Regions from separate parts of the Mus musculus genome. Here regions 1, 3, 4, 5 and 6 are each linked to region 2. Evidence: chromatin contacts called from public HiChIP or PLAC-seq and promoter capture Hi-C data. All regions are on one chromosome and are shown on one strand. The core of a region is the stretch at or near the end of the contact, and the rest is flanking DNA. Distances in the headings are between cores, read along the strand shown. Region 1 overlaps Gm6093 (predicted gene 6093). Region 2 holds the start of Serpinb9b (serine (or cysteine) peptidase inhibitor, clade B, member 9b). Region 3 holds the start of Serpinb6c (serine (or cysteine) peptidase inhibitor, clade B, member 6c). Region 4 holds the start of 1110046J04Rik (RIKEN cDNA 1110046J04 gene). Region 5 holds the start of Nqo2 (N-ribosyldihydronicotinamide quinone reductase 2). Region 6 holds the start of Ripk1 (receptor (TNFRSF)-interacting serine-threonine kinase 1).

The links. Promoter capture Hi-C pulls out the DNA fragments that hold promoters and counts their contacts. HiChIP or PLAC-seq counts read pairs in DNA pulled down with a chosen protein or histone mark.
Region 1: a contact with region 2 is called in an H3K27ac HiChIP or PLAC-seq map of embryonic stem cells, with 4 times the contacts expected there. The contact joins the enhancer-like site here to the promoter of Serpinb9b in region 2. A contact is called at or near these places in 2 of 39 promoter capture datasets (both in the 3T3-L1 cell line), 1 of 15 datasets of contacts at CTCF or cohesin (large pre-B cells) and 1 of 115 datasets of contacts at active chromatin or transcription factors (embryonic stem cells).
Region 3: an H3K27ac HiChIP or PLAC-seq map of embryonic stem cells shows a contact between it and region 2, with 4 times the contacts expected there. The contact joins the promoter of Serpinb6c here to the promoter of Serpinb9b in region 2. A contact is called at or near these places in 13 of 39 promoter capture datasets (the 3T3-L1 cell line, 3T3-L1-derived adipocytes, cranial neural crest and 8 more), 1 of 484 Hi-C or Micro-C datasets (the AML12 cell line), 3 of 115 datasets of contacts at active chromatin or transcription factors (differentiating embryonic stem cells, embryonic stem cells and extraembryonic endoderm stem cells) and 1 of 9 other capture datasets (embryonic stem cells).
Region 4: a contact with region 2 is called in a promoter capture Hi-C map of embryonic stem cells, with 3 times the contacts expected there. The contact joins the promoter of 1110046J04Rik here to the promoter of Serpinb9b in region 2. A contact is called at or near these places in 2 of 39 promoter capture datasets (cranial neural crest and embryonic stem cells), 6 of 115 datasets of contacts at active chromatin or transcription factors (the 230-238 cell line, embryonic stem cells, extraembryonic endoderm stem cells and 3 more) and 1 of 9 other capture datasets (macrophages).
Region 5: a contact with region 2 is called in an H3K27ac HiChIP or PLAC-seq map of embryonic stem cells, with 3 times the contacts expected there. The contact joins the promoter of Nqo2 here to the promoter of Serpinb9b in region 2. A contact is called at or near these places in 7 of 39 promoter capture datasets (the 3T3-L1 cell line, 3T3-L1-derived adipocytes, the SN4741 cell line and 3 more) and 1 of 115 datasets of contacts at active chromatin or transcription factors (embryonic stem cells).
Region 6: an H3K27ac HiChIP or PLAC-seq map of extraembryonic endoderm stem cells shows a contact between it and region 2, with 5 times the contacts expected there. The contact joins the promoter of Ripk1 here to the promoter of Serpinb9b in region 2. A contact is called at or near these places in 4 of 39 promoter capture datasets (the 3T3-L1 cell line, embryonic stem cells and stem cell-derived epiblast-like cells), 1 of 15 datasets of contacts at CTCF or cohesin (large pre-B cells) and 2 of 115 datasets of contacts at active chromatin or transcription factors (extraembryonic endoderm stem cells and large pre-B cells).

Annotation. Positions count from the first base shown.
Region 1 is chr13:33,560,143-33,564,170 of GRCm38.p6, forward strand. It overlaps Gm6093 (predicted gene 6093), which reads right to left. Exons shown (of 3, transcript NR_131141.1): 3 at 2,344-4,028. Among named protein-coding and RNA genes, the nearest start is that of Gm6093, 7.2 kb to the right of the region's middle. Within about 2 kb of position 1,744, at least 34 of the 459 cell types and tissues checked have an H3K27ac peak or open chromatin away from gene starts, as enhancers often do.
Region 2 is chr13:33,025,541-33,029,129 of GRCm38.p6, forward strand. It overlaps Serpinb9b (serine (or cysteine) peptidase inhibitor, clade B, member 9b), which reads left to right and starts at 1,874. Exons shown (of 7, transcript NM_011452.3): 1 at 1,874-2,060.
Region 3 is chr13:33,903,180-33,906,972 of GRCm38.p6, forward strand. Serpinb6c (serine (or cysteine) peptidase inhibitor, clade B, member 6c) reads right to left here and starts at 2,012. Exons shown (of 7, transcript NM_001382852.1): 1 at 1,929-2,012.
Region 4 is chr13:33,934,457-33,938,027 of GRCm38.p6, forward strand. 1110046J04Rik (RIKEN cDNA 1110046J04 gene) reads left to right here and starts at 1,576. Exons shown (of 5, transcript NR_040707.1): 1 at 1,576-1,641. Serpinb6a (serine (or cysteine) peptidase inhibitor, clade B, member 6a) reads right to left here and starts at 1,627. Exons shown (of 7, transcript NM_009254.3): 1 at 1,466-1,627.
Region 5 is chr13:33,962,191-33,966,200 of GRCm38.p6, forward strand. Nqo2 (N-ribosyldihydronicotinamide quinone reductase 2) reads left to right here and starts at 2,469. Exons shown (of 7, transcript NM_001163241.1): 1 at 2,469-2,610. It also overlaps a transcript of Serpinb6a not described here.
Region 6 is chr13:34,000,631-34,004,707 of GRCm38.p6, forward strand. It overlaps Ripk1 (receptor (TNFRSF)-interacting serine-threonine kinase 1), which reads left to right and starts at 1,733. Exons shown (of 11, transcript NM_001359997.1): 1 at 1,733-2,076. It also overlaps a transcript of Serpinb6a not described here.

The sequences.
Region 1 (4,028 bases), core at 494-2,993, 530 kb after region 2:
TTAATCCTGAAATGATGTATCACTTTGTTCACTTTGTTGGAGCTGCTGATATTGCTGTCTAAGCATCAAAACTTGTATTGTATTTAATAAATTAAGGATGCATGGGCCAAAGATTAAGAACAGAAACAGGATAAGATGGGGTAGTAAACTGCACTAGGCAGGGATCCTTCCAGCAATGCTCAAGGGTCTGGGCATGATGCAGGTGCACATAGATTGGATCCCTGAGCTGGAACTGGTGAGATGTTTTTGAGGTACCAGGCTCATTCGCTGTAGCCAGTTGTGACCAGACTTTCTTCTTTACTACATGTAAGCCTTTTAACTTAGCATACAGATCATTATTATAACAACATGTGGGTTCAATCAAGACAGTGAGGGGTGTGGGAGCTTCATAAAGGATCTCAAAAGGAGTAAGACTGAATTGAGAGGAAATATTTCTGGTTCTAAATAGGGCAGGGGGGAGGAACACCACCCAGTCTGTGCCAGTCTCCATGGTTAATTTGTCAAGGTCTCTTTTAGGGTTCTATTCATCCTTTCTACCTGACCTGAATTCTGAGGTCTGTACATACAATGTAATTCCCATTTGACCTGTAATACTTGACCACCCCCTGACTTACTTGGGCAACAAAGGCAAGGCCATTATCTGACCCTATTGCTTTTGGCATTCTGAAACTTGGAAATTTTTTTCAATAATTTTCTTGACGACTATCTGAGCAGTCTCATTTTTACAGTGAAAAGCTTCTATGCATCTCGAGATCATATTCACAAAGGCAAGAAGGTATTTATACCCATATTTTCGTTGGTAAAGTCTACTTGCCATAGATGCCAGGTTTGTCTCCCCGGTACCTTTTCCCTGGATCCACTGTAATGTGGCAGACATTGACATTTTAGCAGGGCACACACTTGTGCAACACCTGCTCCACAAGGTGTTTTAAACCTCATACATGGTACTTAGTCTTGGAGAATGTCTGGATGAGCTTGCTTATCCCTAAGTGCATCTTTTTGAGCATAGACTCTGCTTGTCTTTATGGCAGAATTTTCTTTCCCCTGGAGGTATACCACAGTCTCTTATTTTTGTTGAACTGGTAACTATAATCTTTGGAAATGAGGGTTAAATCCTCTGCTGTATAGGCAAACTTGGGCTCTGTTGCCAGGAGCACCAGCAGGGTCATGGCTGCAACAATTCTTGGTCTGCCATGTTGTCGTCCCTTGCTTTCATGGTATCTGTCTAATGGTGACTAGGACAGTGGATGATGTTTACCTTGGCAGGGTCATGGAGGTCCCTCAGGAGAGCTGGTATTTTCTCATTGTTCTTAATTTCTTTTCCTCCAGTTCTCAGTAGACCCCTCTGTTGATATATGGCCCTATGGACATGGGCTGTGGCCAAAGCATACTTGCTATCCATGTAGACATTGAGTCTTTTTTCTTTTCTTATTTCCAGGACCTTAGTGTGGACGATCAGTTTTGCCTTTTGGGCTAATGTGTCCTCTAGCAGGACCTTTGTCCAGATAACTTGGTGTCTGTCTACCACAACTGCTCCAGCATGTCTCATTTCTTTTTCTAGATAGCTGTTCACATCTGTTAACCAGGTAACATCTGTGCCCTCTAGTGGCTTGTCTGTAGATCTTCATGTCACCTATGTGCCTCAGCAAGAATTTGCTGACAGTCATGTACAGGAGACTCTATGTCTCGTTCTGTGAGCATGGTAACTGAATTTAGACATGCGAGGGTCAGGGAGAAGTGACTCTTTCAGAGTTAAGCAATAGAGTCTGGTAATGAGTCATGTGAGCGTTAGTCAGTCATCAGTCAGGGGGCTAGTGAACCATGCTCTCTAGAATTCTCACAGAATTACCAAATTCTGTCCTAGAGTCAATTTATCTGTGTTCTTGACCAGTAACATCACAACAGCTACTATGCACAGACAAGCAGGCCATCTGTAGCCACAAGGTCTAATTTATTTTGATAAGTATGTGCTGGGAACTAAAATAGGGGGCCCTGGGGAAGAGGGGGAAGGACCCCGTCAGAGTTTTACCTATTCTCTCATCAGTCAGGCATGGAAGGGCTGCTATACACTTACCACTCATCCCCGGGTGAGCATTTAAGCCTCTGACCCACTCTTCGGGGTGGCAAAAGGGCAGCCCTACTGGGAGCCCTAGCTAAAGCCACTGGGGTTATGGGAAAGAGGAATGAGGGAAGTAAGGTTCCCAACACCAGCAAGAGTGAGTGCAGCGGATCTTGACTGGAGCACAGGAAGGCCTTCCATCAAGAGATTAGAAACGGCTCATTAGGAGAAAGCCTATCTCATCCTCCAAGCTCAGTGGGTCTTGATGAGCAGAGACATTCTATGGTTTTAGAGCTTTATTATAGAAAGGCAGGGAGAAAGAGAGAAGGTAGAAGAGAGAGGGGGAAGGTTAGAGAGAAAGAGAGTAAGAGGGAGGGAGGAGAGGACAAAGAGAGAGGAGAGAGGAGAGAAGACAAAGAGTGTCATGGACCGGGCTCAGTCAGCCCCCCTCAATCCATGGGAATCAGTGTCTTGGACAGATGGGCATAGAGTCGGTGAGAATGGGGTACAGACAGAGGCAGACAGGAGAGAATGTGTTGGGTCTGAATGTAATGTCCAAACGAACACCAGGCTTTTTTATACAGAAGAAAAACAAACAAACAAACAAACAAACAAACAAACAACCAGGAGAACACATCTGCCAAGTTACAGTGACACAAAACAAAAGGAATGCATACATCAAAAGATGGAGGGAACCAGGCCACATTTACCACTTAAAATGGTGCCAGGTGAATGCTCTGATGCAATGCTAGTCTATTGTTAAACCCACCATCAGGGGTTCTTTAGTAAATTCCTGATTATGCTATTCCACTGGGCCTAGTGAAGAAACCTGTACCAGGGGAATGCCCTTCCACTAAATCTTTCATGGACAAACCACCTATTTGCTAGGACATTGTGTATTCCTGTGTTTGGGTGCAACTCAGCTATTGTCCTAAGTAATCACTATGCAGATTAGCCCTGAGCTTTTCTAGATCTGTTCTTTGTAATGCTTGATTATTTTCAGGGTTTCTACTAGAAGTGAATTCGAATGTTACTGAATAGGTAACATTCTTACTGCTCCTCAAGCTCACCTTTGACTTCAAGGATTTTCTAGGAACCATTGGAACACTAGTGGAGGCTTAGCTATATGTCAAGAATCAATCCTTAAAGGCACTTATAATAAAACAATACTGAAAGAGAGCATGTGTATCCATACACCAGACTAACAAGGGGACAGGGTTTGTGTATACAGGCTATTGGAATGCCAAGGTTCTAGGAGGCATAGTTTCCTTGAAACTGTTTGCCTCATGACTGCCTTCAGGCCTTTTTGCTTGTCAAGCAGAGTTCTTTGGAGTGGGTGTAGCAAAAGAGAGAGGAGAAAGGGGGTGATTGTGAGGGGTAAGAAGTAAGAAAGTGAGAAGTAAGAGAGTGAGGTGGTGCTGAACAGCCCTTTTATGGTCTTTACTGTTGCTAGGTAACTGGAGAGGAGTTTAGCCTGAAGGTCAGAAGCTTGGAACGTTGCCTATGTGACTTCTAGCCATGCTTCTCTTGTGGGGGCTGTGGGCCACACCAACTTAGGCAGGAGCCAGAGTTCCAGGAGCATGAGGGAACGCCTACCGTGTCATGTAGGTGAATTATTACCCTTCGGGGTTCTGACCTCAGCTCGACTGGAGACCAGCCTGTCTGTGCATACCCCAATTCCCCACAACTCCCCCTCTGTTTTTATAAGAAAAAAAGGGGTGGGTGTCACTGATGTGACTGTGTCAGTGGTGAAAATTTAGAGTGGATGGAAGTATCAGAAAAAAATGTATAGCCTGGAGAAGTAAGAACAAAGCCAGAGTAGTAAAAAGGGTTAAGGGTTAAGAGTTGAGAGTTGAGGGTTGAGAAGGCAAGAGATTGTACAACCAATTATTTGTTCCATGGGTAGTACAAATTGAGGGCGATAGCATCCATTTTGAACATCAATTAATTAATCTAGATAGACATTATG
Region 2 (3,589 bases), core at 624-3,123:
AGTTCATGGAGAAGAGTATTGCAGTGGGATCTGTGCTCTGTAGAGTGAGCACTGTTTTAAAGGGCAGATCCACGTTGAAACAGACTACACAGAGAAAATAAAATTGGGGGGCAGGAGGTGAAAAAAAAAATAAAAAAGAACAGAGCTTTCCAGATAAGAGAAAATAACATAGCCTGTTTTTGGAAGATGAAGAAGAGGATGGCAGGGAAGTCTCTGGAGAAAGCTGGGGTGAGGAAGGAGAAGCAGAGCAGAGTGGAGAAACTGTGTCAGAAGATATTAAGACAAAGGGGAAGGTAACAATGGGCCAGCGGTTTCAGTGATGTGGGACCAAACTGAAAAGTAGCCCCAAGAATGTGAGTTAAGATAGAAGATGGTCAAACTGGTTGTTGGTCAAAGCAAGGAAATAGGAGAAACAAAGAAATAGGAGGTTGAAATCCCCTACTGCTCGTGGAGGACAGATAAGGACAGAGGTTGCAGAGGAAGCCAAACCTTTCCCCAAGCAAGATGAGCAAGAGAGCCACAGGCTAAAGGTCATATAGCTGTGCTCACTCCCTGCTGGGTGAGGGGTTAGCAGACTCTTGTGGAAAATGGAGCTGAGCAGAGAAGATGAGCACTCTGGAGAAATCCAAAATGCACCCCAGTGGGCTTCAGGGAGGAAGAGTTGGGAGAAAAGCTCCCATCCATAGGTTATACGGAGAGCACGTGGAGTGGAAAGCTTTATCTAGACTGAGTGCACCACAGAGGTTGAAACTGTGTGAGCTCTCAGGCTCAACCAAACCAAAATTTGATATTGTCTAGGAGAAGTAAATGAATGATCCTGTAGACAGGATGAGCCTTTCCTGGGTCTGTGAAGTCCTCCTAATGTTCCTATTTCCTAGCAAGACTTCTTTCTGCCTGGAAGTTCTGCTTATGAGTTTGCCCTCATATAGCCTCATTCTTTGTAGTTTTAAAAGCTTGTCCTTAAATAACTAAACAAAGAAATACTGGCTCTCTATTAGCTATAAAGGAGATTGAGAGTTTCTCAGCAACTTTGTAAGATGTAACATCTGAGAGCCACCAAAGCCATACATGAAGCTACTGCTGAGTCACTGCAGCCATGCTCTCCTTGAGAGCCCTGCATGCTTGGGTGTGTCTCATTCTCTGTTTTCCTACTTTTCTTCCCTTTGTGTTTTACTCATTTTAAATATATTTGTGTTTGCTTCTCAATAAATCCAACTCCATCTCACACTGTCTCTTCATGAAATTTCTTTCTGTGCCAAATTCAAGAATGGTGGACTCACTTGAGTTGAGATTTCTGGACACAATCCAACTCCTACAGATGGCATCGAGTAGCAAGACTGTTCTCTGTGCCCCAGTCACAGCCACCTTGGACACTTAAGGCTGAGCCTCTGAAACATCAGGTTAGTAATAGAATACCACATACATGAGCACATATTCTGTTCACAAGAAATGCTCATGACTGAGGAGAAAAGCATGAAATGCATTAGTATTTGACAGGAGAGTAGGACTAGTGTTTAAGAAATTGGCTTTGAGCTGGGTAGTGGTGGCACACACCTTTAATCCCAGAACTTCGGACACAGAGACAGGCAGATTTCTGAGTTTGAGGCCAGCCTGGTCTGTAGAGTGAGATTCCCAGGACAGCTAGGGCTACACAGAGAAAGGGTGACTTGATTAAAAACAAAACAAGAAGAACAAACAAACAAACAAACAAAAGGAAACGGGCTTTGATACTGCGCACCCTCCATATCCCCCATGCCCCACCCCAAACCAAGAATGCTATCCAGCAATGATTCTCTTTGTCACACAGCAAAAACTCCTGCTATTTTCCCTTCCTCTAAGGGCCCACCCAGTTTTTTTTTCCCCAACCCTCACCAGTCCTCTTCTTGCAAAGGATAGAGCTGGAGGCAGCCTATCTCTCTGTAGGTGGCCAGAGGCACTAAACAGGAAGTCCCTGCCCTGAAGTGAATGAATAAAAGGCTCAGCTGAATCTGGAAGGCTGCTGTGTTAAGCTATAGGGGACATCCAGGCTGAAAAAGCTACATTGAGCAGCAGCTACTCAGGTAGGTTTTTTGCCTGGCTCAGATTGGGGTTGTGGGACCTCCATAAGTCAGTTTTAGAATACAAAGGCTGAATCCAGGAGGGAAACTCAGGAATATTAAGTTAGGGAAAGAGAGAGCTGGGAGCTGGTGTGTGATGGGTATTTTAAAAAGGAGACTCCAAGAGGAACCCCAGCTGGCCAAGTGTCAGGGAGGCTGATCCTGGGGACTGGGACCTAGGCTGTGTTGGCTCCTCTTCTACTAGTCAGGTTAGGGGCTGCAAGGTGTTAGCAGCCTCTTCACAGGCCTCCTTCCGTGCTTCTTCTCAGTACCTACAATTGGCAATTTGACTGCCTTAGCCTTCTCTCCTCCTTTCTTACAAAAGTGAACTCTTTTAAATCAGGTCCTTTTAAACATCTGGAGGTCTCTAGTCCAAATTTGAGCACTGCTCATTGCCATTTATAAAACAGTTCACTCCATGCTGACAGTAATCATGTCTTTGATGAATTTATCTGAGTAATCCCTTTATCTGACGCTGCTTCCAGGTGCTTACTCTTAGGGTGTCAGACATCTCCCTTAACTTCACAGAGATCCAGAATATGGACGATGGTGGACAGCAATCAGTAAGAGAAAGGTGACACTTAAGAGTAATGAGCAGACCCGGGGTGGGGCAGCTGCACTAGGGTAGGACAGCAGAGGCCCTGAGGCTGTCCTGTTCCAATGAAGTTGGAAGGGGGAGGAGTTTGAACTCAGTGACAGGGATGGGGTAGGAGAACTTCTAGGTGAAGTAAACAGCACTTCAAGGACTCAGAAGCAACTTTAAAGTGACCTAAGGGTAGGCAGGAATGCAGGAGGAGGGGCAAGCTGGGTTAGATGAGAGGACCACCTTGAGGGTAATTCATTTGATATAATGCAGCCCCACCTTTCCCTCAGAGCCCTGGGAGACTTCAGGGGAGGACCCAGAGGATCTAAGTATACTCCCAGGATGCTGTGTCCCTCTGTCTGAAGAGTAGGAAGAAGCATGGGTTGAGGTGTCCTGAGACTCCCGAGGCTTTTGATCTGTATTTTAGCACAGTACCATGCACTCTGAAACAGACTTCCAGGGTTCAAGAGTCATATGACAGTGAGAGCACAGTCATGGAATGCACAGTGACTCAGACCTGGGTTAAGGCATCTGGAGCAGTGACGTAGTCTGGGTCAAGCTGTCCATTTATCTGGAAGCTGAGGCATGCTCAAGAGAAAAGCAGCCTGGGTGTCTGCAGAGGATACAAGGTCTCCTGAGCAGTCACTGCAGGGGAATGCTCCCTGCTACACAACAGAGTTGATAACACCAGCCTGTTTTGGGGTGTCATTCAGCATCTCAGAGTCTTTCCTGTCTAACTGCAAATGGGCACTGTCTCATGAGATATCTGGGTATCTCAGGAGACTTATTCACAGGCAGAGTCCAGAATGCAGAGTTGCTGAAGGCAGGCTAGAAGACCTAGATGCTCCTGTCTGTTTTCTTCCTTGCTTCCTCTTCTCTTCCTCCTTCTCTTTAGCCAAAGCTCAACATT
Region 3 (3,793 bases), core at 762-3,261, 880 kb after region 2:
CAGGTGTATACCATCACACCTGGCTTCTCTCCCAATTTTTTCAGTGTACTATTTCTGTCTGCTGATTATACATGTGCAATCCATGTAAACAGACATGCAGATATAGGAAGCCAGGTGGCCTTAGTTTATGGACCCAAATGTGAACCAAACATTCCTTTCTCTATTTGATGATACAAGCCATAGTGACTGCAACTCCTCAGGATAGACCAGAAAAGCAAGACACTCCCAGTCTAAACTGATAACATCCGCAATCCCTGGAACCTCAAATCCCAGCACTAAAATTCATGATCACATGATCTTAACTCAAAGGTTAGTCAGCCATCACATACCACACCTAGTCCTAAGCCACACCCAAGAGGAGCAAACATCCTTAGGAATAGTCAAGTCACGAAGCAATTCCCTTCCACATGCACACACACACACACACACACACACACACACACACACAAACTACTAAACTTCACCCAGCATTCCCTCACAATTCTCCTCATGTGTTCCTATGATAAGAAAAGAACATAAAAACTGACTAGGCACTTGGGGATCAGAGACCCCAAAAGTATCAGTTCCTGTAATGCCCCTGATCACCTGACCAGGACTCCAGAAGGGAGCTCAAGAGTCTAATTGCCCTTGATACCTGTGAGGGCAGAACCAAACTCCAGTCCAGAGAGTAAATCCTTCTAGTGAATAGCTATAGAACTAGATCCCTAGATTTTCATGGTTAAAATGAGTTATATTGCTTATAATCCCAGCACTCAGGAGGTAGAAGCAGGTGGATCTCTGATTTCAAGCCCAGCCTGGTCTACAATGTGAGTTCCAGGACAGCCAGGGCTGTTATACAGAGAAACCCTGGGGAGGCAACAAAACCAAAACCAAAAGGGGGGGTTACATCTATTTCCAACTTTACCCCTTGTAACTGGTTTAATGATACCTCTTCAGAGAGAAGAATGTTACAGTAGCCTTAGCCTTCTACACAGCTCTCTGATGAGGCCCATTAAAGAAAAGCTGTTTCAGATCAAGAGAATGAACTCTAGCTATGGGCTGGGTATGTCTAACATTCCAGGCTACTCAAAAACAATCAGTACTAATCAACTGCCTAAGAGACCACACCTCGGAAGGAGATCCAGCTGGTGCCAAGATAAATATATGAGGGTAATAATTATCCCTTGAGAAGATAATGCACTTTCCCTTCCCAAAAGCCCGAATCTGTTATGTCCCTCCCAAGCTGCTGTGAGGCTCTGTTTGCTCTGGCCATCTTTCTGAGTCAAGACCTGGAAAAGCCTTGGTTTTTCTCTTTTTTCTCCCTTTTGTCTCTTACTTTCTGATTCCTGGCCACAGCTTAAAGATGTCTTCCTAGCTCTGTATTCGCTGTCCCTTTTTGCCATTTGGCTGCTTGCTGAACCTTCACCCTCACTCAATTAGCAAGGCCTTGTCTCCTCCTCTACTCCGTCTCAAAACCCTCAGAAGCTGTTCTCTGGCATTTCTTTCAAACTCTAATAAAACCGTGTTCTAGTTTCCTTCTGTGTCTATTCTAAATAAATAAATAAGTAAATAAATAAGGAATCTAAGAACTATTAGAGAAACTCAATTTTCCTAGAGACAAGTGGTCCTCCAAATAGGGCTACCTAAAATTTCCAGTAATATTGAAACCACAAGAATGCTATTTTTCTGTACTTTTAATTCTCAAAACAATTTTAAGAGAAAGGGACATTTCAGGTCTGTTACTAAGGGGCAGAGCAAGCTCAGCACAGCAAGGCTGTGAGTCTGCCAACAAAACAAAGAGAAAGGGAGAGAAAAGATAACTCAATCTAATCTGGAACAGAAATCAGATTAAAACTTTCTGCGTGTCTAGGCAGACACTGGATCCTTAACACTTCGCCTGACAAGAGTTTAGTAGAAAGCATATCAAAGTGATCAGGTCAGCTCCTTACCAGTATCCTTCTTCTTACACTGAGGGCCTCCAAAGACTTGTCGTTTGAGCCTAACTTCACAAAGACCATAACGTCTATAAAAGCAGGTCCAAAACCCTTGACACTCACTCCCAGGCCTCTTCATCCCCACCTCCTCCCACCTCCCCACCCCTGGTCCCCGCCCTCTGAGATTCCAAAGACTGTCTCTCGTGTCATGAGTCCTGGATCTCCAAGTCTGGGCAAGCAGTCACATGTGGATCCGGATCTGGGACACCGACCCCATCGTGAACAAATCAACTCCTCAGTGGGTGCTGAACTGACCAACGCCCCTTGCATCAGAGCCGAAGGCGTGGCCACCAGCTGGCCCAGAACACAAGGAGACTTACTCTCCAGACAGTGTCAAAGAACCACTGCAGCAACTGCATAATTCAAGATGAAACCCCTACCCCTGATCGCAGGTCTCTAGGCCAACGCCACACCCGCTCCTGCCACCCTCGTCCCCAGCGCCCTGTGCCAAAGCCTGCATCAGCCTAGCCTACCCCGACACTAGGTTCACCTGGAGATAGCAAGATGAGCAGAGATCTGAAAGGTACTGGCTGTGCCCAGGGCTACTGGCTGGGTGGAGAGGCAGGTGGAGACTGGAGCTCTGGGCGCTGGCCTATTGTGTTAGGAAATGCAGAGGGCAGGGCTAGGTTACCTGAGCCTAACAATGCAGCAGCCCACCCTTTGTCTCCTGGCCACCCGGTTGCCAATCCAGCTGCGGATTTTTCTGGTCCTGAATGCCTTTTCTAAGAATGCCTTTTCTAACAGCAAGCTCAACAGGAGCTGGAGGCTCTGGGTGGTTTCCTACAGAGGACTAGAGTGTGGTTTCACCAGCCTTCTCATTCTGCATTTGTCAAGTTGATAAATGCATTAGGTGAGTTATAGCAAAGCTCTTATGACCTCATCATTCCACAAACCCCCCACCCACCTCCTAATACTTCACATGAGGGATTGGCTTCATCATGAGTTGTGCTGGAGACACTTAAAGCACAGCACTCCAGGCTCTTATGAGGAAGGCATCTGTTTGCTGAGCCCACAGAGAAAGCAATTGGGTATAACAGGATTCTATTGTCTAGTTATCACTACAGCGTTTCTCAAACTTTGCCTCCAAAACACTGTTTCCCTTCCTGTTTTAAAGGGCCGTCAGCTTGTCTCAAAACAACTAAGACCTTCACAAGGACAGAGGTTCTTCTCAGCCTATGAGCTAACTACCATAACTTCATAGGTAGGCAAAATCCTCTAGAAAAATCACAATCCTGTCTTTTCAGAAAGTTTATGTGTGAGCATCAGCTTTAAGAAATTTTATTATATAGCTGGGTAGTATTGGAAAAATGGTGCCAATGGCTTGCCAGATGTGATGTAATTGTTTCATTTGTTCTACAGACTTACTCTACTTACAGAACCATCCAGGAGCCACTTGGAAGCAGAATAGAGAAGATACAGTTTCTGCCCTCAGCACAGATGGGCTAGCAGATGACATATGTTGTGGTATGTGCAGTACCTGTGCTGAATACAGGGGCAAGAACAAGTAGAAGCAGGAACGGCAGGTTTACCTTTGGGAATATGGACTAAAAGTGATGTCAGAGTCCTTAGCACTAGGACAGAACTGAAGACTCGGGATGAGCTGAGTAAATGACACACAGGAGAGAATGTTCCAACTGTGCAGGCTGGGAAACATGGAAGTGTGCCTATACCACAGGAACCCTATAGCTCATAAGATATCATTAAGTAGGAAGCAATTTAGCTTAGATACTAGACTGTTTTATATTCATGACATCATGCCAGTGGGTTTACACACTTTGGAGCATGTAGCAACATCCTCAGAATTAAGATAGGAAAGCTTG
Region 4 (3,571 bases), core at 326-2,825, 910 kb after region 2:
CCAGCACAATGTAAAAGCTAGATAAATGATCCCTATTAGCATGCTGTTTAGAAAACAAGAAAGGGGAAAGAGTCTATGCAGTCCAGATTGGGCTCAAACTCTCATTTCTCTGCGTCAGCCTCCTGGGTCCTGGGATTACAGGTATACAGCAACACATCTCAGTTCTCCTTCAATGTTTTCTATCAGATTTTGATTTCTGCTTCATGTTGACTAAAAGTAAAATCCATGTATGAGATGGTATGGGGAGACATGCAGGTATAGGAAGCCAAATAAACTTGGTATATGGAGCCAAGAGTGCCCCAAACACACCCTTTCTGCGTGATGACACAAGCCATATCGGATACAATTACTCAGAGCAGCCTTGAAACACTAGGACACACCCCATGTAAACGGATAACAGCAATCATCCCACAAGCCCCAGCGCCACAGTCCCTGATCACACATACTTTTACCCAAGGTTACTTGATATATTAGATCCAACACCCAACTCCTAAGCCACTGGAGGAAGGAAATGAGCAGCCTCTGGAAAAGACCTATTACAATCAATTGCCTCCCAAGCAGTCAGAAAAATAAGTGCCAAACCTCGCCCAGTTTTCCCTCACTCAGTGTTTCTGACACCATATGAATACTAGCTGTCCATATTTCTGATCCTAATGTGGAGAAAAGACCTAACCTAACGGGAGGAAAGGAGGAAGACCAGGCATGTATCTCAGTAGGAAAGAACTTGCTCAGCATTACAAGGCTCTGGGTCCATCAAAAAGAGGAGGGAGGAAAAAACAAGTTCACATGCCAAGTGCTTCTGGCACAGAAACTGTCAAAAACTTTGCCCATGATTTTCTCCTAACCTGACAGATATCAAATTTGTGAGTTTAGTAGGAGGGAAAACAAACAAACAAACAAACAAACAAAACCCAAAGATCTGGAATTGTTTCTCACAAGTATTTATGTTTGTGGGCCTCCGGGGTGCTTAAGATTTGTCACAAACTTCCCAGCACAGCCTGGGCAGCGCCCCTGGGAGATTCAGGCACACTGGACAGGAAAGGGTCTGAGCACCCAGCCCTTGGTCTCTCTCCCCCACCTCCCAGATCCCAACGCCCGTCCTAGTGCGTCACCAGCCTGCGTCTCTGGAGTCTCCAGGTTCACTCCGGATCGAAGGACATACGTGATCACCTGTAGCCCCGGGGCCCCGCGCAGCAGCCAGGCCGGCTCCGCGCAGCCCCCATCCCTCGCTAGCCGTCGCCTCCAAGGACTCTGGCAGATCTGGGAGGGCGGCGATGTCACCAGATGGCTGGGATCACAAGGCGACTCACTTGGCTGCGTCACGGCCCGCTGAAGCCGCTGTGCAGCAGAGGGAACCCGAGTCAGGTCCACAGGGCTCTCGCCGCGCGCCACACCCGCCTGCGTCCCCAGCTCCCCACCCCCACCCCGCCACCCCACCCCCGCCTCAGCCCACCGAAGAGCATACCCTAGATTCTCCTAGATTCTCGATTTCCGGACTGGTAGCAAGCAGAGAAGAGATGAGGAGGCCCCAACCGCGCCCGAGGCCTTAAATACTTATGGGGGGCGGAGAGTCGGGAGGAGTCTGAAGGCCAGGGTGCGGCCGCTCCCGAGTAGGAAAAGGAAGAGAGTAAGTAAGGCCAGGTGAGTGCCTGCGGACCCACAATCTAGCCTATCCTCTGGCTCTTGGCCACTTTGCCTCAGATTGGGCAGCTGATCTTTCTGGTACTTTCTGGATGCTTTGGCTACCTCCACTTAGCGATGCCAGAAGTGTGCCAGCACTTAGTGGATGGACATACTTGTGACAAAGCAGATCATAAGTTTAAAGTGAGAAAGGAAGAAAAGACTTTTAACTACTGGGGCTGGAGGTAGAGATCTTATTCAGCAGGCACAGAAAAATAAAGAAAGGTGGTCAGTGCCTGTGTCCCAGTGTAGCCTTCTCAGCTTTGGGTAAGCCTTTCCCAGCCATGAAAAGGATGAGCAGTATTCCCAGCCTTCAGCAGGCTAAACAGACCTTATCAACCTGGACACAGACATCTGTCTTGGCTGCAATTGCAGGTACCCATGGGAACTTTAAGGTTTTTGCGCTGACCTTGCTGCTACAACATACTCAAGCTGAAGAAGTGGATGGATTTTGTGGGTTTTTTTTTTCCTTTATAAACACAAAGCTTATTATCAAACTTTGAGCCTTGATCAGAACCTTTGTCTTAGCTTCATCCTTCTCTCACCCCTTTACCTTATTTCTAGCCCCCGTTTCAGGTAAACCCAGTTCAACCATGGCTGCTAGATGGCTACAGATGGACTTGAAAACTGGGGTGGGGGTGAAGGGGGGACTACTGAGAAGTGCTGTCTTGGGTGGAGCGCCACAGAAAACAGAAGAAAAGTGAAAGTATCCATGAAGCACTGTAAGCAACATGCAGCATTAATGCTAGTGCTAGCCATAAATTTTATTTTTTGAAACTGCTGCTGTAAAAAAGTGCTTTCAGGAGGATACAGGCTAGGCTGAAGAAGTGTTGGCCCGACATGGGCTTCGCCTAAGGTGTGGCTGCATAATGGGGCGAGGGAATTCTAAATAGGCATTTGTCCACAGCCAGGAGCTGCTCCAGGTGAAAGGAGTAGGATTTAAAATAAAATAAAAAGAGTAAAAAACAAAAAACAACAACAACCAAAACAGATGTTAGAAAAATTCTTAGCTCAAGTACATTTATGTTGTCCTTAATTCCCAGAAATAGGAATGGTAAATATATAAGTAAAAGAATTAGTCACGTTGAAGAGAAATTGGGAAAGTTAGAAAAGCAGGGCGCTGGAGAACAACTATCGGTAGCTACCACTGTGCCTCTTCTCTCTTTGGCAGAATTCCCAGAAGGAGATAAAGAGTGAGGCCTTGAACACGAGAGAGAGAAAAAGAGAATAGGTTTCAGAAATGGAGTTGTCCCCTGTCCAGGACGCTTTAGCACAAGAGAAGGAAAATAGATATAAGATATTTCAGAGCTCTCCTAGGGACAGGAAGAAATTGGTCCTGCTTCCTCTCTGGCTCCTGTTGGAGATATACTTAGTTCTGGTTAGGATATCTGGGTCCCTTTGAAACATCAAGTTCTATTCCCTCTCTGTCTATCGTCTGTGCACCATTTATCCATATGTCTGTCTACTTATGTTTGTTTTTGTTTTGTTGTTTGAATGATTGTTGTTCTGTGTTTCATGTTGGAAAAAAAAGGTTAAAACTTTATCTGCTGGCTGTCCATCCTTTGATTTAATTTAACTTGTTTAAAAGGCAGTCTCAATTTGCATAGCAGAAACTGATAAGCTACACTGCACTGTTCCTGGGAGTCAAGCACAGCTGGAAAAGCCCTACTAGAGGCTGATTATCTACACAAGTCACTCTTAAAGGGACCAACAGCTTTTTGCTTGTAACAGAAAGTCAGCTTAAAATTGGCAACTCAGGGTTGGAGTCATTCTAAATGACACTTGGCATGAACCAACCCAGGAAAACAGATCTTTAAAGATACTTCTAAATTGGGATAATATTTTATGTAATTCTTATCCTAGAAACTAGACTTATAGAGGATAGTATTTA
Region 5 (4,010 bases), core at 1,219-3,718, 940 kb after region 2:
AAGAAGGAAGAGCAAAGTGGGGTGCTTTGGTCCTTCTTAGAAGGAGAACAAAATACTCACAGGAGCAAATATGGAGATAAAGTGTAGAGCAGAGACTGAAGGAAAGGCCATCCAAAGACTGTCCCACCTGGGGATCCATCCCATATACAGTTACCAAACCCAGACACTATTGTAGATGCCAACAAGTGCATGCTGAAAGGAGCCTGATATGGCTGTCTCCTGAGAGGCCCTGCCAGAGCCTTACAGAGACAGATGCTCGCAGCCAACCATTGGACTTAGCGTGGGGTCCCCAATAGAAGAAGTTAGAGAAAGGACTAAAGGAGTTGAAGGGGTTTGCAACCCCATAGGAAGAACAACAATATCAACCAACCAGACCCCCCAGAGCTCCCAGGGACTAAGACATCAACAAAGGAGTACACATGGCTCCAGCTGCATATGTGCAGAGGATAGTCTTGTCATGTATCAATGGGAGGAGAGATCCTTGGTCCTATGAAGGCTCAATAGATGCCCCAGTGCAGGGAAATTAAGGACGGGGAGGTGGGAGTGGGTAGGTGGGTATTGGAACACCCTCATAAAAGCAGGGGGAGGGAGGGTGGGATAGGGGGTTTCTGGGAGGTGCAGAAACTGAAAAAGGGGATTAACATTTGAAATGTAAATAACGGAAATATCCAAGAAAAAAAAAGAAAAAGAAAAACTTGAAAAAAATAAAGTAGCCATACAGTAGCCATTTTATTCTGAAATAATAAAATATTCAAGGTGAGGAGTTGAGGAAGGTTCTGATAGACTTTCCTGCCTCCTTGCCTGCTATTCCTAATTCCATTTGTCCATTTCTGCAACATCAAAGTGACACACATGATTAACTGGAAATCCCTTGGAGCAATATTTATTATCAGTGCATCTCATTTTGATAGCATGACCTAGAGCTGAAAGTCAGCATACAATGACGGTGATCTTATTTGGTTTGCTGTAACTGAAACAATACCAGATGGGCAGAAAGCTCAGTTATTCTATTGAAGATTGTGTTCCTAGTGAACTGTCCTACTGTTCAACTTCCATTCAGCCTACACCATTATGTACACCAGAGAGTACCACTCAGCTTCCAGTCCCGGTCCCGGGCGGGCGAAGAGCAGCTTACGTAGAGTGTGTCTGTGAGTTCTTGTTCACAGATGCTGCTGTACTCCAGTCATGCATGATCCCACAGGGGCTGAGGCACTTACACCTGCATCTCTATTAGAAAATGTAGACCATCTCCAGGCCAAGGCTCACTGGCAGCCCTGACCCTGCCGGGGAATGCAGTAATCCACTTCTTAATATAAGGAAAATGGTAGCAGAGAGATCAGCCATACCACCATTCCTTGAATTGGTAAGATGTCACTGTGGATAGAAAGCCAGAAAACCAACAACACACACACACACACACAATTTTTCACCTAAAGTTCTACCAGCTCCTTTGCCCAGCTTCTGCAACTACTTGGTCTTGCAACATTTTTTTAAAAATTTTTTTTATTAGGTATTTTCCTCGTTTACATTTTCAATGCTATCCCAAAGGTCCCCCATATCCAGCCCCCCAATCCCCTACCCACCCACCCCCCCTTTTTGGCCCTGGCATTCCCCTGTACTGGGGCATATAAAGTTTGTGTGTCCAATGGGCCTCTCTTTCCAGTGATGGCCGACTAGGCCGTCTTTTGATACATATGCAGCTAGAGTCAAGAGCTCCGGGGTACTGGTTAGTTCATATTGTTGTTCCACCTATAGGTTTGCAGATCCCTTTAGCTCCTTGGGTACTTTCTCTAGCTCCTCCATTGGGAGCCCTGTGATCCATCCATTAGCTGACTGTGAGCATCCACTTCTGTGTTTGCTAGGCCCCGCAACATTTTTTAATTAACTATTGTATTTTTACCTATATATCAGTTTCACTGTTTTCTCCATTGACGACATCTGGCAAGAGTGGCTTACCGTGACGTGGACACTGATAGGATAGGCAAAGAATGCATCCTTCAACACAAAGATTGTTCTTTAACTCCTAAATCTTTGCAACCACTACTCTGATTCCCTATTCCTGTAATTTACTCTTTCAAGAAACAGAATCATTAAATACATATTCTTTGGTGATTGGACGCTCTTACTCTGGGAAATTCCCTGAAGACTGGAGCAGGATGTATTCACAACTCATTTCTTTTTTTTTTTTTTTTTTTTTTTTTTTTGATTGCCTAGTAGTACAGTGTTTTTGTGCTGATTTGCCTGGATATATTAGTGCTTGTAGAGGATGAGGTACAAAGCAGGAAGGCACCACTTCCCATCTCCCAGCACAGGCTTTCTGCCAGATGCCGGAAGCAAGGAGAGAAACTGGTTTTGCCCACAACTACTGGAGCCCAGCGTGGGGCAGGAACAGGTCAAGGAGACAGTAGGGGAGGGAAGATTGAAGTCCACTGATTGGGAGTTGTGGGGCGGGTTGTTGCCAAGAAGCCGCTAGAGGTCAGTGTGAGGGCGGGGCCGGGTGGGGAAAACGGCCCTGGGCGCAGCGGCAAAGCGTGCAGGCAAGCTCTAGGCATTCTGGCCCTAGACACTGGCTGTGTCACATTGTGCGTGTGTTCCCTCCAGGAGGCAGAGGTAAGAGTCTGTTCACTGCTTCCCTGGGGCATGCGCGTCCTTTCTGCAAGCAACTTTGGGGACTGGGGGAAATGCAGGACTAAAGAGGTCCCTTCCGGTTTTCAGCTTGCATATTAAACTGTAGACCGGTGTTCCCAGGGTGCCTCGCTCCTCAAGCCTTTAAGTATTTGCAGGCGCGTCCACACTGGGTCCAGGTCCTGCTTAACGTGAATGGTTGCGTTTCGCCAGCCCACTCTTGTATAGTGAGCAGTTGTGAGTCTCTGCATATTTTTTTAGCAAAGGGTAAAAATCGAAGTGAGCCAGAGCGAAGTTTGTGCAGGGTGTCTTCCCTTAGCCTGGCAACTGCGGTTTACTCTGCCTTAAAGAACACTGGCTCAAAGGAAGTATCAGCTTCTGTAACCTTAATGTGAAACTATCGGTTTCAGTAACCTGTAATTTCTGGAAATATAAGTAAGGAAGAGACAGAAGACTGAAACTTTGTGACTCGCAGAAGCCTCTAAGGGAGCATGGAGGGTGGGGGAGAGGAGCGCGATTGAGCAAGAGCACTCTAGAAAAAGATAAACTAAGTGAACACAGAAAGCAGGCAGGCAATGCTGTCACTACAGGATAACATGTCAGCTGTTAGAATGACCACCATAGAGCCTGCCTGTGTAGAAAATGATACAGTAAAACTATCAAAATAACTGCTGGATGTTGAGACATAATTATGCTTATCTCTAAATATCGTGAAGTTCTTTTCATGTGGCTTGTAGGTTAACAACCACACCTCCCCCACAAACAACACAACAGCAAAAACAAAACAAGAAAAAACAAACAACAAAACCTTGGTTAACTTACAGTTTCCACCTAAGGCGAGTAACTGAGAGTGAAAAGCCTGTATCAGGAGATTGTATCTATGTTCGAATTTCTTACTCTTCCGAGAGTTAAGTAAGAGGAAATTTCAACCCCATGCACCCAGCCAGCCACACCCAATTGTAATACAAATTTGTAAACTGAGCTGAGTAGCACAGATGAGGCGGTGAGGCTAGGGGTAGAGTGTAGAGTGTGCCTAGCAGCACTGCAAAGTCCGGACTAAGGCAGCTGTGTGCCTACTTGAGGGAAATCTCGGGATGTGTTTTGCTCATCTACAGTAGTCCTGGGAACCTTTGAAAATGTGTATTAACCTTAGAGCTATCTGCCTAAGATCTTCTGTTATTCTTGGCATAAAATCTTTACTCTGACCTATTTATCATCCCCCCACTCAGGTCCCTGGCTGCATCACCAGCCACTCACTTCAAACCAGAGCCCAGCTAAATAACCTTTCTTGCTGTTTCTTGAACTCTCCAGGTCAGTTCCCACCGGGTGTCTACGTAATGTTTAGTGACTGAGATATGGTAAAGTCACCTGATTAGTGCCCTGCT
Region 6 (4,077 bases), core at 483-2,982, 970 kb after region 2:
TAATTCTATAATTGATTTTAGTGCTAGGTAGTAGTCCATTGTGGTAGATTTACTAGAGCTATTGAAATGTAACTTATTTGCTTTCAAGTTTTGGCAATTATGAAAAGCTGCTGCAAAAGTTAAATACAGTAATGGGAGAGATGGCTCAGTAGTTGTTCTTGCAGAGGACCTGGGTCTTGGCACTCATATGGTGACTCACAACTATCCATAACTCCAATTCCAAGAGATCCCATGCCCTCTTCTGACCTCCATGGACGCCAGGCATGCAAGTGGTGCACAAACGTGCAATCAAAGCACTCAGACATATCAAATAAACCTTTAAATTTTTCAGATACAGGAGCTGGAAGTGTGAGTCAGCTGTTAAAAGCACATACTGCTCTTGCAGAGGACCCCAAGTTTGGTTCCCAGACTCACACCAGACAGTTCACCTGTAAACTCTAACTTCAGGGGACCTGATACCTTTCTGTGGCCTCTAGGAGAATCTGCACTCTATTATATACACACTCGTAAATAAAACAAACAAAAAACTTAAGGAAAAACAATGTACAGGAACCTGAAGAAGATAGCTCATGGTTCCTTCAGCAAAGTGCTTTCCATGGCAACATATGGATCTGAGTTCAATCCCCAGCACTCATACAGAAACAAACAAACAAAACTGGCCATGGAGACACCCCTGGTGCCTCTTGCCTTGGCCAGACAGCTTAGTCCATTCCACAAGCAAAAGGTAAAAGTAATACCTTGTATGGAAAAGAAAAAGATGCATTGTAAGAAGGAGCTAACTGGAGGTGGGCTCCTGGCCTCCCATATGTGGAGTTTTATACACACACACACACACACACACACACACCCAATCCCACCCGGAAAGAACTCCAAACAAACAAACAAACAAAAAACCCAACTTAAGTACATGTGTTTATACACTAGATGTATGTTCATTTGGGTACATACCTGTATGTGAAACTGATAAATCATACAGTAACCATAAAGGTTTTGCATTCTTTGCAGGAATGTATGTGATTTTCAGTTAGTGTACGTTTTTGTTAACATCGGTGAATGTTTGGGATTTGGGGGCATTTTATGTGTACTCTACATCAAAGTTGAGTTCCCCTAATGTCCTTTGACATTGAGCATCTTTTTAATGCTTATTTGTATGGTGAGGTATCTGGTAAAATGGCTGTGAATTTTCTTAAAGTGGTCGTGTGTATGGTTTAATAAGACTCCTTTATCGTGTCTTTTGTGGCCCTCTCTCTGTCTTGTCATATTTATCTTTTGACAATAAGGGATCACTGGACTATCGTGCAACTTTCTTCTTAATGACACCTGCAGCAACACAGTTTCTGCTTGGGGTTTCAACTACTATTTTCGAGGGCTACAAATTAATCACGTTTCTTCCTCGACAGGCTGCTGTGGTGGACGAACGATAATTTACCAGTGGTTCTGTCACCGTGTCACCTCTGAACCCACAAAGCTTGCAAAGGCCACTGTCGCACACAGCGCTATCTAGCGGGCCAAGCGGTCTCCGCCCTGACATATAGCAGCTATGACCGCCGTATTATTTTTTTTAAGGGCTCTCTCAGAACTCGCTCAGAAAGCAAGGCAAAAGTGCCATTCCTTCCGCCCGCGGGCCTCCGGGATGGTCGTGCTGCGAACCTGGCATGCTCAGTAGAGCTCAATGCCCAGCTGGGAGGCTGGCGCTCGCCCGTGCACACAGCCCCGGGGCGTGAGCAGAGGCGGAGACAGGGGCGGCCGCAGCCTAGCACCACCCCAGTAGTCCTTAGAGGAGGACCAGCGGCCCCCGGAACGGCCTCGGGAGCGCGGGTGTCGGTGCCGCTCACCTCCCGGGAGTCCAGCGGCGGTGCGGACCCGCGGAGGTGCGAGCTGGACGCGGCGGGAGGCGGCAGGCTGTGGGGGACCTGCGAGTGGCTGGGCGCCACTTCAGCACCGAACTCCGACCGGTCCTCGTCAGGGCCCAGGGCCGTCCCGGCCGGGCAGCCACGGCGAGGCGCCGCTCCTGACGTCCACCGCCCGTCCTTCCTCACCTAGGCCGGGGTACTTGGCCGCGGGAAGGCCTCTGAGGTAAGTCAGCGCGGGGGTCGAGGCCAGGGGCGCCGCCGCTAGTTTCCTCAGAAGCTGGTTTCCCGGAAGGGGCGGAGGCCGCGCGATTTCTGCGCGTGGACCGGAGGGCGGGGCTCGTTGTTTCCGGAAGCCGGGTGGCGGGCGGGACTTCAAACGTTCCCGGAAATCGAAAAGCGCGGAACTTGCTGTCATCTAGCGGGAGGTTGGACTCTTCTTGAGGTCGTTTTAGCTCAAGTCGAGACTGAAGGTGCGCCGTAGCCATGGTTACAGAGTGACTATGGAACGATTATTTTGGTAGGAATGACAGCTTCTTGAAGCTTTAGGACCCCAACAAGACTACCTAAATGTAACCTATCAACCCTGGACCTACCAGCTCTTTAAAAGGGTCTATTCCTGTTGTCTTGGGGCAGCAGGTGGCAGAGCAGTCGGTAGCTTTCATCGTTATTTTTGAGGTGAGCTGGCAAATCAGGAGTGATCTACGACCTCAACGAGAGACCAGTGTCAAACATCCAAGGCTTCTCTGGTCCTCAGTAGCATTTGCATTTATGGGTTGCTGCAGACCTTTTCTGAGTTGTGAAAAAGATAAGCCACATCCTCCTCACCTAAGCGTTGGACAGAGCCCACTGAGGATGGATGGTGCAGCCCAGGGTGACTCATTCTTTGTGTCTTGCAGATCATTTGATTTTCTTGCTCTTTTACTTTGTGCAAAGAGTTGAAGCTGTTTTAATCAAGAAATTCCACAAAAGACCTTTAGGAAAGTATTCTTTCTTAACACATGAAGACTCGATGGTAGAGTGAACTTTGGGATGCAATGACTTAATTGTGTAATTCTGTAGCCCCTGGAAAGATACTACTAAGGCTTGTGAGAAAGGTGAACTATCACAGCTGTATTGTATGTAGAAATATACTAGTCTTATTGAAAATGAAATTTGGGATGTTTTGTTTGTATGACTGACAAAAACAGTAGTAACAATTCTTAACTTTAATTTCCATTTTTCTCATTCTTTGCTACTTTGAGCCTTACACATAATGTTAAGCTTTCAAGATTGTAATAAGATATGTGCCCAAGGTAACAACTTACAAACTGGGCACAGTACTATTACACCTTAGTTAATGTCTCCTTAATATCTCCAGTAGGATCTGGAATTTGAAGCAAATATATAGTTTCCCACACATCGGTAGGATATCATTCTGGCAGATGTGTCTTACTATAAAAACATGGATATAATACTAAGTTTTTTTTAAATTTAATCTGTACATCCCCATGTTTTTAAAATGTAGAATATTCAATTAATCTGGGTAAGTCCATATGATTTTATATGTTTGTTTGTTTGTTTGTTTATTGTTTTTGAGACTGGGTCTCTTTGTGTAGCCTTTGCTATCCTGAAGCTAGCTATGTAGAAGGCCAGGCTGGCCTTGAATTCCCAGAGATCTACCTGCCTCTGTCTTCCTGGTGTCCGGATGGAAGGCATGTGTCACTATGCCTGGAATACCATGGCACACTATGCCTGGCAACAATTTCGTCTTTGCATTGGGGGTTTTCAAAAGAAAATTATTAGTTGCCTTTCTAGAAAAAAATATTAAAGAACTGAGAGTGAAAGCCTGAGAGAAGGGGTAAGGTGAATTCAATTCGGGTGAATCATTTAACCTCAACTTGTAATTTCTTTATTTGTAAATTGAAAATAGTCTTGATAAATTAATTCACAGACCACAATGTGCTGATGTGTTTGATCATACTTTGTTAAATTTTATTCCACCTTGTCTTTTGTTGGTGGTTTGATTCCTTGTTCAATGCCCTTTTGTGAAACAAGCACAGGCTGTTTTAATTAAAGAACCTTGGATGCAGCGAGCCACTGATATGTCACTTACCTGAGTAAAATCAGAATTCTTCTAAGAAGGAAGTAGGGCACAGCTAGCAGTTGACATTCTTTGTCCTCCTGCTCTTATTATACAAGATAGTCACTGAAAATTTAAGTGAAAATTAGTTGGGTTTTAAAAGGA